Regions from separate parts of the Mus musculus genome. Here region 1 is linked to region 2. Evidence: chromatin contacts called from public promoter capture Hi-C data. All regions are on one chromosome and are shown on one strand. The core of a region is the stretch at or near the end of the contact, and the rest is flanking DNA. Distances in the headings are between cores, read along the strand shown.

What was found. Promoter capture Hi-C pulls out the DNA fragments that hold promoters and counts their contacts.
Region 1: a contact with region 2 is called in a promoter capture Hi-C map of pre-B cells. The contact joins the promoter of Hps5 here to the promoter of Tomm40 in region 2. A contact is called at or near these places in 3 of 39 promoter capture datasets (cranial neural crest, maxillary cranial neural crest and pre-B cells).

The regions. Positions count from the first base shown.
Region 1 is chr7:46,792,123-46,797,169 of GRCm38.p6, reverse strand. It overlaps Hps5 (HPS5, biogenesis of lysosomal organelles complex 2 subunit 2), which reads left to right and starts at 1,289. Exons shown (of 23, transcript NM_001005247.2): 1 at 1,289-1,742. Gtf2h1 (general transcription factor II H, polypeptide 1) reads right to left here and starts at 1,076. Exons shown (of 15, transcript NM_008186.4): 1 at 882-1,076.
Region 2 is chr7:19,711,862-19,716,938 of GRCm38.p6, reverse strand. Tomm40 (translocase of outer mitochondrial membrane 40) reads left to right here and starts at 1,510. Exons shown (of 10, transcript NM_016871.2): 1 at 1,510-1,581; 2 at 1,680-1,958; 3 at 2,579-2,646; 4 at 3,178-3,270. The coding sequence starts at 1,685. Nectin2 (nectin cell adhesion molecule 2) reads left to right here. Exons shown (of 9, transcript NM_008990.3): 9 at 1-295. Gm38955 (a long non-coding RNA gene) reads right to left here and starts at 1,475. Exons shown (of 2, transcript XR_881874.2): 1 at 950-1,475.

The sequences.
Region 1 (5,047 bases), core at 40-2,539, about 27 Mb before region 2:
CTTAGCTTTAAGCTGCATTCCTAACTCAGAAACCTGTTTTACCATATTTTAAACTGGTGTCTTTAAATGGACAACATCAAAAGACAGAAAGCCAAACCAACCAAACAAAAGCCAACAACGAAGAACAAAAACAAGCAAACAAAAATCCCAAATTAAACTGTGTATACGTTGAGGACACAACTTCCGGAGATCGGTTCTCCCTCCACCACGTGGGTCCCAGAGATGGAACTCAGGTTTGGCAGCAAGCACCTTTACCAGTTGAGCCATTTCACTGTAGCCCTGGGCATACGTTTTAACATCTTTTCCCCACCCTTGTTTTGCAGATGGTAAAATAGACATGTGAGGTCAACTTCACATGAATTTAGTTTCTAAGAACACTGGAGAATTTATAAAAATAATCACATACTTCCATGTATTGATGGTTCACTTTACACTACATGACTGTCAAACTGGTCATAGCTAGAACTGGGTGCGTGGCTCAAGTTTTAATAACAGTTTGAAGAGCAGGATGACAGGTGGAAGCAAGAAGGCACGAGGACACCAAGGTTAGAGGACTTCTTTAACAGGAAAAGAAAGCCTCTCCCGGGCAGGCTCCCTAACGGGAAGGGCCTCGGTGTCTCGGAGAAGCCTCACTTCCTTCGTTCTCAGGTGAGTCTGATCCTTCCAGTCCCTCCCAGCGGAAGAACCTAATGCCTTCGGGCAGTAGATTAAGGGTCAGGGCACCTCCTTCCCATTCCGGGAGAAGAAAGGCAAACCACACAGCCAGCCTGTAGTGTCGTGGAGACGACTACAGCGAAGGGCTCGATCCGCCTGGCCCCGCGCCCCCGGGGCCTGTCAGACCCTCCACGCCCGCCCAACCCCATTCTTCGGTCTCAACTTACCAGGTGGGAGCTACGGTCTCTGGTCTGGGGCGCGGGAAGCGCGTCCCGTCGGATCTGCCTCCGCCGCGCTTCTCACAGCCGCTGCACGGAGGAGGCTGAACCCCTGCGGCCGCAGCCGTCGCCACCGCCTCTGTTGCCGGGGGGTCTCGCCTCCATCGCTGGCTGCGAGGGCGCTGAGGGCACGTGACCGGAAACGCCGGGGCGGGCCTCCGGAGCACGTGACCACCACCGCGGCCGCCATGACACCTTCCGCTAGCTCCCGCCCTCCCCCACCGATTCCCGCCTGTTTCGCTTCTCCTCCTCCGGTCTCGAGCGGCGGAGAGTTTCGGGGATTCGGCTTGGCTCGCCTTTCTCCCTAGAGAGCATCCGGTCCGGCTCCGTGGTGCGTCGTCGGCCCGAGGCGGCTCCCAGACTGCAGGCCGCAGGGAGCGGAATCGCGACCCGCGGCTGGAGGGGGAGGGAGCACGCGCGGGGAGGGGCGTGATCGTCACGTGACGAGGAAGTGCCGTTAACAGCGCTTTCCTCCGGTCCCTGGCGCCCCTGGATGACGTTGCCAGGGAGGGGGCGGGGTGACAGGGTGTGTGAGGTTCAGGTTCCGCTGTCAAGGGGTGTTGAGTGTCTGTGGAGCCTGCTCGGTGAAAGCGATCGCTGGTCTCTGGGGGGGGCGGAACTCGGCCCGCTAGTCAGCCTGAGGTTCTGTGAACCTGGCTTGGAAAACCTGCTTCCTGGACTTCTCCAGAGTGACAGCTGCGGTTTAAAGTCATAAAAGTTAGCTGTGATTGACGGGAGCTCCTTGTGGTCAGGGACTTGGTCTGCTGCGCATCCTTCATCTCCAGCAGCGCCTCCAGGGCCTAGAACACGGTAGGCACTTAGAACGTTGAATGAATGAATGCATGCAAGCATGAGCGAGTCGTTAAGTTTTCTGAGGTAGAGTTTCCTGATCATTATTGGATAAGGAAGTTCCTATTGTGGAAATAAAGTCTATTAACTCCCCTTTGCATAATTTCTTCAATCGTTGTTACTTTGCGTCTTTCGAGCCTTTCCTTCCACGCACCTTGTGGGATTAGATACACCATGGTTTGCTTTGGCTTTGTGAGCAGCAATCACTGTCTACCACTCTTGAATTATAAAAATAATCTTGGGAAGTGAGAAAGATGTTTCGATCTCACATAAATTCTACTTTCATTTATTATTGGGGGAGAAGGTGGCATGGCACCGCAGTTTTTTTGTTTGTTTGTTTTGTTTCTGTTTTTTTTGTTTGTTTGTTTTGTTTCTGTTTTTTTGTTTTGTTTTGTTTTGTTTTCTCGAGACAGGGTTTCTCTGTGTAGCCCCGGCTGTCCTGGGACTCACTCTATATACTTGACTGGCCTGGAACTCAGAAATCTGCCTGTCTCTGCCTCCCAAGTGCTGGAATTAAAGGTGTGCTCCACCACTGCCCGGTTGACACCTCAGCTTTTTGTAATTGGTTCTCTCCTATCTTTCTGTGAGTTCTTGGGCCCCTGGGATCACCAAGCATAGCAATAAACCATTTCTTGGGCCCTCCTCTTCCTCCTCCACGTTTGCCTTTATCATTATTATTATTATTATTATTTTTAGCATTGTGACCCTTGGGAAAGCCAACCTTTTAAAAAGATGGTAGATGTTCACTGATTTGCCATCTTCTAAGAAGCTAGCATTTTAAAGTTTTTTCTTCCTAGTAGCACACAGAGGTAATGTTTAAGCTCAGTTTTTTAGAAAACTTATTGGTTGAGAATATTTAATGAACCGCATAATTAAGGCTCCAGAAATTCACATTTATGGACAGAAGAAGGAAGGGAAGAGTTCAGGATAGCTGAATAATAGGGTAAGATGGGAGAGGAAGCTTAGAAAAGAAGAGATGAGATCACATTTGCTTTTAACGAGTACTAGCTAGAAGTCAGTTTTAAGTCTCCTCTATTCAGAATGTCAAGAGAGAGGTTTCTTCTTCCCACAGATTTCCTGGGTAGTAGGAAGGCTTGACTTTCACTGACTTATCACTCCTTACTTTAACATCTCTGTATCCTAGCATCTGCCCATACACTTTACAGAAACTGTACAAACTCCTCATTAAATCCTTCCGTGACTCTGTGACCTACTGTCTTGGGTTTAGGTTCCTTGGTTTAGAGTTGGAAGTGTTTTGTACCTTGAGCCCAAATTTGCATTTTATATTTAACCGAGGACTAAAGTCCAAGGTGGGTAATTCTAAACCGCATCCAGCACTTTTGCTGTCTCAGCTCTGCCAGCTGCCTTTCCCTCCCTCCTAACAAACGCTGGCCTGGGAGTATTTCTTTAGGAAGTTTTCTTTGACTTGCTGTTATCCTTTAGGAGAATTGTATGTGTGTTTGTACACATGTATGGTGTTGGTGACTTTCTTTTTGACTAGAATTGATTTCCAGAATTCTTTTATTTATCCTCATGATTACGCTTATTATTTTACTAACTACTCAATAAAATAAGTGACTAAAAATTAGTTTTCTTGGATAAGGAATTGTTAAATATTTTGAATGTTGTCATGCTAAATTTTTTGGGGGGGTGGTTTTACTTATTTATTTATTTAGACTTGTTTCAGAATACAATTCTTGCAGAGGTCAAGCTGTAATAAGAATATGTTACTAGCAGAGAATAAAGCTGTATTATATGTATATAATTTAAAAAGTCACGTTGAAGGACAGGGGCACAGTCAGTGATAGGAGACATGCCCAGTATGTAAAGATCTTGGGTTTTATTCTCTAACACCAAAAATAAGGAAAACAAACCTCCACATGTTTCTGAATGCTTTCCCAAGGGCAGCTGTGCTCTGAGAAGATGAGGGCTTTGTTTCCCCCTCTGTTATCTCTAGAACAATGCCCAGCATATGAGTGATGCTCAGTATGTATTGCCTGAATGAATGTGCTTCTAAAATAGTGTCAAAAACATAAATCATAGAAAAACCAGATGCTTTTGAATTTTTCCATGTATCTGTTTGCTTTAGAATCAATCTTTCTTTCTTTCTTTCTTTCTTTCTTTCTTTCTTTCTTTCTTTCTTTCTTTCTTTCTCCCTTTCTCCCTTTCTCCCTTCCTTTCTTCCTTTCTTCCTTTCTTCTTTCTTTTTTCCAAGACAGGGTTTCTCTGTGTAGCCCTGACTGTCCTGGAACTCACTCTGTAGACCAGGCTGGCCTCGAACTCAGAAATCCACCTGCCTTTGCCTCCTGAGTGCTGGGATTAAAGGCATGCACCACCACTGCCTGGCTGCTTTAGACTTTTTAATTGTTTTTATTTTTGTGTGTATGTGGTATATGTATGTGTATGGGGACACCTATGTCCATGTGCATGTGGAGGCCAAGAAGGATACCATTTTGTGTCTTCCTCGATGTCCTTCCATGCCTGGCTTTTCTGTGGATGCTAGAGGTGCACGCTCAGGATCTCATGTTCATACATCAGGCTCTTTACCCACTGTCTCATCTCCTTGCTGCTGCTGCTCCTCCTCCTTTTCTTCACTAACTTGGTAGGTAGCAAAAGATTGGGAAGTTAGAATGAATGAGTAGAAGGTTTTGAAGTTGCTTGGCATCAGCTACGGTCAACTGCACTGAGTTCTTTGCCATAGCCACTGAGGGCAAGCCCCTTTTGGGTCCATTTCTTTCAAGCTGTTTCCAGGTAAATTTCAAAAAACAGCAGAAAACTTGCATTCTGGTCACTGGAGCGATTTGATTATAAGGTTTCCTGCTTTCATAGAATTAAACCAGGACTCACGTGCTTTGAGTGGTGACATCATATACCATCATGACACTGTGACAAGTCTATCTGTGGAGTAAAATCTCATGAGGATGATGGGAACCTCATTGTAAAGCCTGCAGGTCCTAGCATCATGTCCGTGGAGAATGCTGGACCAGTCACCAAGTGCTTTCTTTTTTTTTTTTTTTTTTTCACCAAGTGCTTTCTTGTTTGTTATGTGCACTGCCAAGACTGATTGGAAGGCAACCATATAGTTTTTGCTCATATGAAAGATGAATTGAGCATCTATGAATCTGTCAAAGACCAGCAAGATCACCAACTTCTTTTTATTTTTTTCATGGAAATTGGTGACATTTGGCCTCCTTCTCTCCCCAAAAAAGTGTACTTGAGAGCAGTTGAACAGATAAAATGGTTCATCTGGCACTTACTTACTTCCT
Region 2 (5,077 bases), core at 261-2,760:
AGCACCCAGGTTCCTGTCTCCAGAGCATGAATTCCAGGTCCAATGCTAGAGGGGAGAACCTAATGCAAGTGTGCCTTGCCACCCCAAGTTTGGGAGACTCTGCTCTTATCCTGAGGACTACTGAATTCTTTTAACCCCTACCCAGTGAGATGAGAACTACATATCCCTCTTTAGGGGATGGTGTGTGTATGTGTGTGTGATGGAGAATCTGGGCATCTGGGTTGGGAATTTTATTTTGTAAGCATTTCCTACATAATATGAGTTTCTACTTTGATAAAGTCTTGTGTTTTCTGTGAGATGTGAAGTGAGTGGGGTACAATGAGGCCTGAAGCTTGAAAGGCATCCGTGATCTGTAAGTCAACAGAGAATGGACTCCCCTCCCTCCCCAAAAAGTCAAAAAAAAATGCCCCAGAAATTAATGAGTCATAAGCAAAACCGCATCAACCAAAAGAAAAAACGGTAGGCATGCAAGAAGTGTCTAAGATCATGAGGCAAATACTATTTTCAATGAAGCCCCCAAGGCGTGATGGGTAATGGAGCTAAACGAATGAGCCAGAAGCAAAGTAAGAAACGAGGGCTGTAGGCGTAGTGGGTAGTCGCCAGAAGGTAAAAGATTCCAAGATAGTTCATTAGAGAAAGGCCGGAAGGATGGGAAACGTGAACAGGCAGACACGAGCTAAACCGAGCCAAGGGATTGAAGCTCAATGAATGGGGGAATGAATGCTGGGTAATGGGAAAGGAATGAATGGGCCAAAGATAGAAGCTACAGTGACGCAAGGAGCAGACGGCATGATGGGTAAAAAAATAAAAGGGGGTGGGGGGGTCAAGGCAGCTGCGGCGTTAAGGGAGAAAGCGGCATTGTGGGTAGGCAGAGGCCGGCAGGTTATCCCAGAACTGGTTTGAAACCTTCCCGAGGCACTGTGGGAAGGGGCAGCACTTCCGGCTTTACCGTCGGGGACCCTGCCTCTCCACCGCGGTGCCTGTCGGGACGCGAGACCTGACCTTGCTGCCTAGCAGCGTCTGCAGCGCAACGCACCTCTACTGATGTCCCCTGACCCTGGCGCATTGGCCAATGAGAGACCTAGCACGCACGTCACCATGGCCGGCCCATTAGACATACTGTAGCCAATTAGAATGTGAGTTGAGCCAAGGTCCACCAATAGTCAAGGCATTTTCTGGGGCGGGTCTCCGCGCCTCCAAAAGGAGGGCGGGGCAATGAGCAGGTAGGCGTGTCAATGCGTGTGCTATCGACAAATAGCGAACTAGCTCCAGCCCCGCGGCGTCGCGAACCAATGAACTTGGGATACACGAGCCAATAGGAAGGTAGAGGAAGCTGCACTGACTGATTTCGACTAGGAACCAATAGGAGTAGGGCTTCAACAGAAGGGTGGAACTTCCTGCTAATTCTCCAATAGAATGTCTTTCTTCTAGGGCGGTGGGCGGATCTCGGAGGACACCGAACCAATAGAATCCATGGGGCGGGAAAACAGCGGTGGCGGCGGCGGCAGCGGGTTCGGTTGCGCTTAGCGCACGGGGTAGGAGCGGAGCCCAGGCCGGGAAGAGGAGCCGCCGCGGCCGCCAGTGAGAGCCGAGTCCGCTTTGGGTGGGAAGGGCCTGGGGTTGCATCCGGGGGTGTGCGTGTCGCCCCGATCCCTGCCCTCTGACCTTTCCCCTCGCAGATACCATGGGGAACGTGTTGGCTGCCAGCTCTCCGCCCGCAGGGCCACCGCCGCCTCCTACGCCGTCCCTCGTGGGGCTCCCGCCGCCGCCTCCTTCGCCGCCAGGCTTCACTCTGCCGCCGCTCGGCGGCGGCCTGGGCACTGGGTCAAGCACTGGCCGTGGTTCGGAACGGACTCCCGGGGCTGCGGCCAGCGGCGCTGCGGCGGCCTCGGAAGATGGGAGCTGCGGATGCCTGCCCAACCCGGGGACGTTCGAGGAGTGCCACCGGAAGTGCAAGGGTGAGGGGCGCCAGGCCCGAGTAGCCCCAGGGAAAGGGAAGGGACCCCCCGGAGGATTGGCGCACATCGTTGCAATCATTAAACAGAACGTTGGAAGCTGATGATGGATTGGAAGGGTGGGACCTTGAACTTGGGGCTCGAAACTGCGATCAGATGATGAACTCGTTGGGGAAGAATGCCACAGCAGGAGGGAGAAGTCTTAGGGTACTGAGAGCCAGGGGACCAACCCCACCAAGATTCAGGAGTGTGATCAGGAAGGGAATTATAGTCCAAGGTCACGGTGTCAAGAGGTTTTCCCCAATGTTCCTGTGAGGGGTTCGACCCAAGGATCCTAGCCTAGGATCTTTTGACAATTTGATCATAAGAGGGAGGACATTCTTACTCTCGATAGTTAAGTGTGTTAACTTACTAAATACTGAGGACAGTTCTGTGTGGTGAGAACTGTAAGCATGAGAAGTTAGGCAGGAGAGTGAATTTCCTAAGTTGAGGTGACTGCACTGGGTTTAAAATGTGCAAAGGGCCAAGGTTCCTCTAGTGGTGGAATTAGTGAGATAAGAGTTTGTGAAGAGAGCTTGGGATGGGAGAAGAATCTGGGGTATGACAGCATCTCTCTTCTGCAGAGCTGTTTCCAGTTCAGATGGAAGGTGTCAAACTTACAGTCAACAAAGGGTTGAGCAACCGTTTCCAGGTGAGCCTTTCTGGTGCCTTGACCCTCCAGAGGTCACAACAGCGATACTCCTCCATGCATACAGATCCCCTCACTCTTAAAGGCTTGGGGTTTTTGGTAGGTAGCAAGATTCAGATAGCACTCCAATGGCACCACTGGCCAGGGCAGAGGTGGGAAGATCGTACTCCCAAGACCAGACCAGCATGCATCAAAAGACCCTATATCAAAACATAAAAGACAAACTAACAGGAAGACTCAAGAATTCCAGGGTGACTACTTGGGGCCTGGGGGAGTTAGGGTTTAGGAATCCATAATTCTTACCCTACAAAGTCAAGTAGGAGTGGAAACGGTGAGTGTGGCGCCCACCCCAGCACCACTTTCTCACTAGAAACCTTTAATCTCGTCAGGTCAGGCCTGGTGTTTTGTTGGATCCCTGGGCATTGATGCTGCTAGTCGTGGCCTGACACCCGGTGTTCACTCCCCATCTCCACATCTCTAGTTTGCATCCCCCAGCTATCGCCAAGACCCCCACCACCTACTCTTTTCTCCCAGGTGACCCACACAGTAGCCCTCGGCACAATTGGGGAGTCCAACTACCACTTTGGGGTCACATACGTGGGGACGAAGCAGCTGAGTCCCACAGAGGTAAGATTTCTTCAGTCATTCTAACATCTGTTAAGGAAATCCAGTGGCCAGGTGACAGACTCAAGGGGGCTATGAAGGGAAGGAGGTGAGCAAGTGAGCAGCCAAGGTGTTGGGACATGGGTGATTCCTTCCTGCAGTAATATCCCTAACATACTGTTCTTTATCTCATCCTGGGGGTGAGGGGCTGGGTTTGGGGACAACTTAGTGATGACCTGGATGCTTGAACCAGATAGAGCACCTGGAATGTCAAGATTTTTTCTTGGGTGTTCTCTAGGGGGTGCTAGAGAGCCACAGAAATTTGGCGAGGGAGATGGGTCAGATGGGTGCTTCAGGTATGTTCCTCGGGATGGAGAGAAGGGGTGTGGAGCTGGTGGGAGCGGGAGGTAGAGGTCTGAGCTACAGCTCTCCTCGTGCTCCCTGTGGGGTTTTGTTTGTGTTTGGAGATACTGACCTGTGGCAGAGGATGATCTTAACCTGTCAGTTCTCCTGCCTTTGCCTCCCCTAAGTGCTGCCATTGCAGGCCTAAGTCCTCATTCTTGGTTTTATCTGGTGCTGGAACTCAAACCTGGACATACTAGACAAGCATTCTCACTGACTGATACGTCCTTAGCAGGTTTTTTTGTGTGGAGTAAGCATGTGTGCATTCCTGTGTAGTAGCATGTGTGCGGGTGTCTTGCAAAAGCCAGAGTGGGACATCTGATCCAAAAGCTCACTGTTTAGGCTTAGACAGGCTGCCAAGCAAGCTTACAGGACCCACCATCTCTACAGGGGTAGAGTGACAGGCATGATACTTAGACCATGCAATACATGTGGCAGGGGTTTGAACATGGGTTCTCATGCTTGCATGTAGGAGTGCTCTTACCTAGTTTATACCAACTCAAGCCCTTCCTGGACTCTGTGTAAACCAGGCTGGAATCCAACTCAGGTCTTGCCCTCCCGTCTGTCTCCCAAGTATAGGGATTAAAATGTGTGCCACCATGCCTACTACTTTTTTGTTTTTAAATCTCTCTACAGTCTTATAGTAAGTACACTGTAGCTGTCTTCAGACTCACCAGAAGGGGGCATCAGATCTCATTACGGATGGTTGTGAGCCACCATGTGGTTGCTTGGGATTTAAACTCAGGACCTTCGGAAGAGCAGTCAGTGCTCTTAGCCACTGAGCCATCTCTCCAGCCCCCTCTCTACAGTCTTCCACCTCCACTAGCAAGCAGATCAAGGAATGAAAGCCTCCCCGGGCACTGCACTAGAGTGGCAGGGGGCCTACTTGGCATTGCCCGTCTGTGTGTCTTAGGGCTCTAGTGTTTCGAGGTAGGGAAGGCCTGAGCTGCACTTGGAATTGCATTTGTTTGTGTGGTGAGGAGGCCTGTGGAGGACAAAGGACAACTTTCCTTCCACCTTGTGTGCACTGGGGCTTGAACTGCTGTTCAGGCTTGGAGACAAGTGCCTTTACCCTTCCTACTGCGCCATCTCGTTGGCCCCTTGAGGCGTGTTCTGAAGAGTGGAGCAGGTTGGTATCTAAGAGTCGAAGCTAGGCTGTTACACAGCGTGGAGATGAAGTGTGGGAAGCAAACGGCCACAGAAAGGATGCTGTTGTGGCAGGGAAGACAGCGGCAGGAACAGGCACCATGGAGGTTATGTTGTCAACCAGGAAGCAGAGCCTGCCCAAACCCAGCTGACTGTCCTCACACATGCCTATCATCCTAGCCCTGGGGAAAGCTGTGCCAGAGGATGAGGCATTCAACCCACATAGCAAGACCGACTTCCATGAATAAATAAACATGCAAACCAAAGTGCAGGCTGGTGGTGC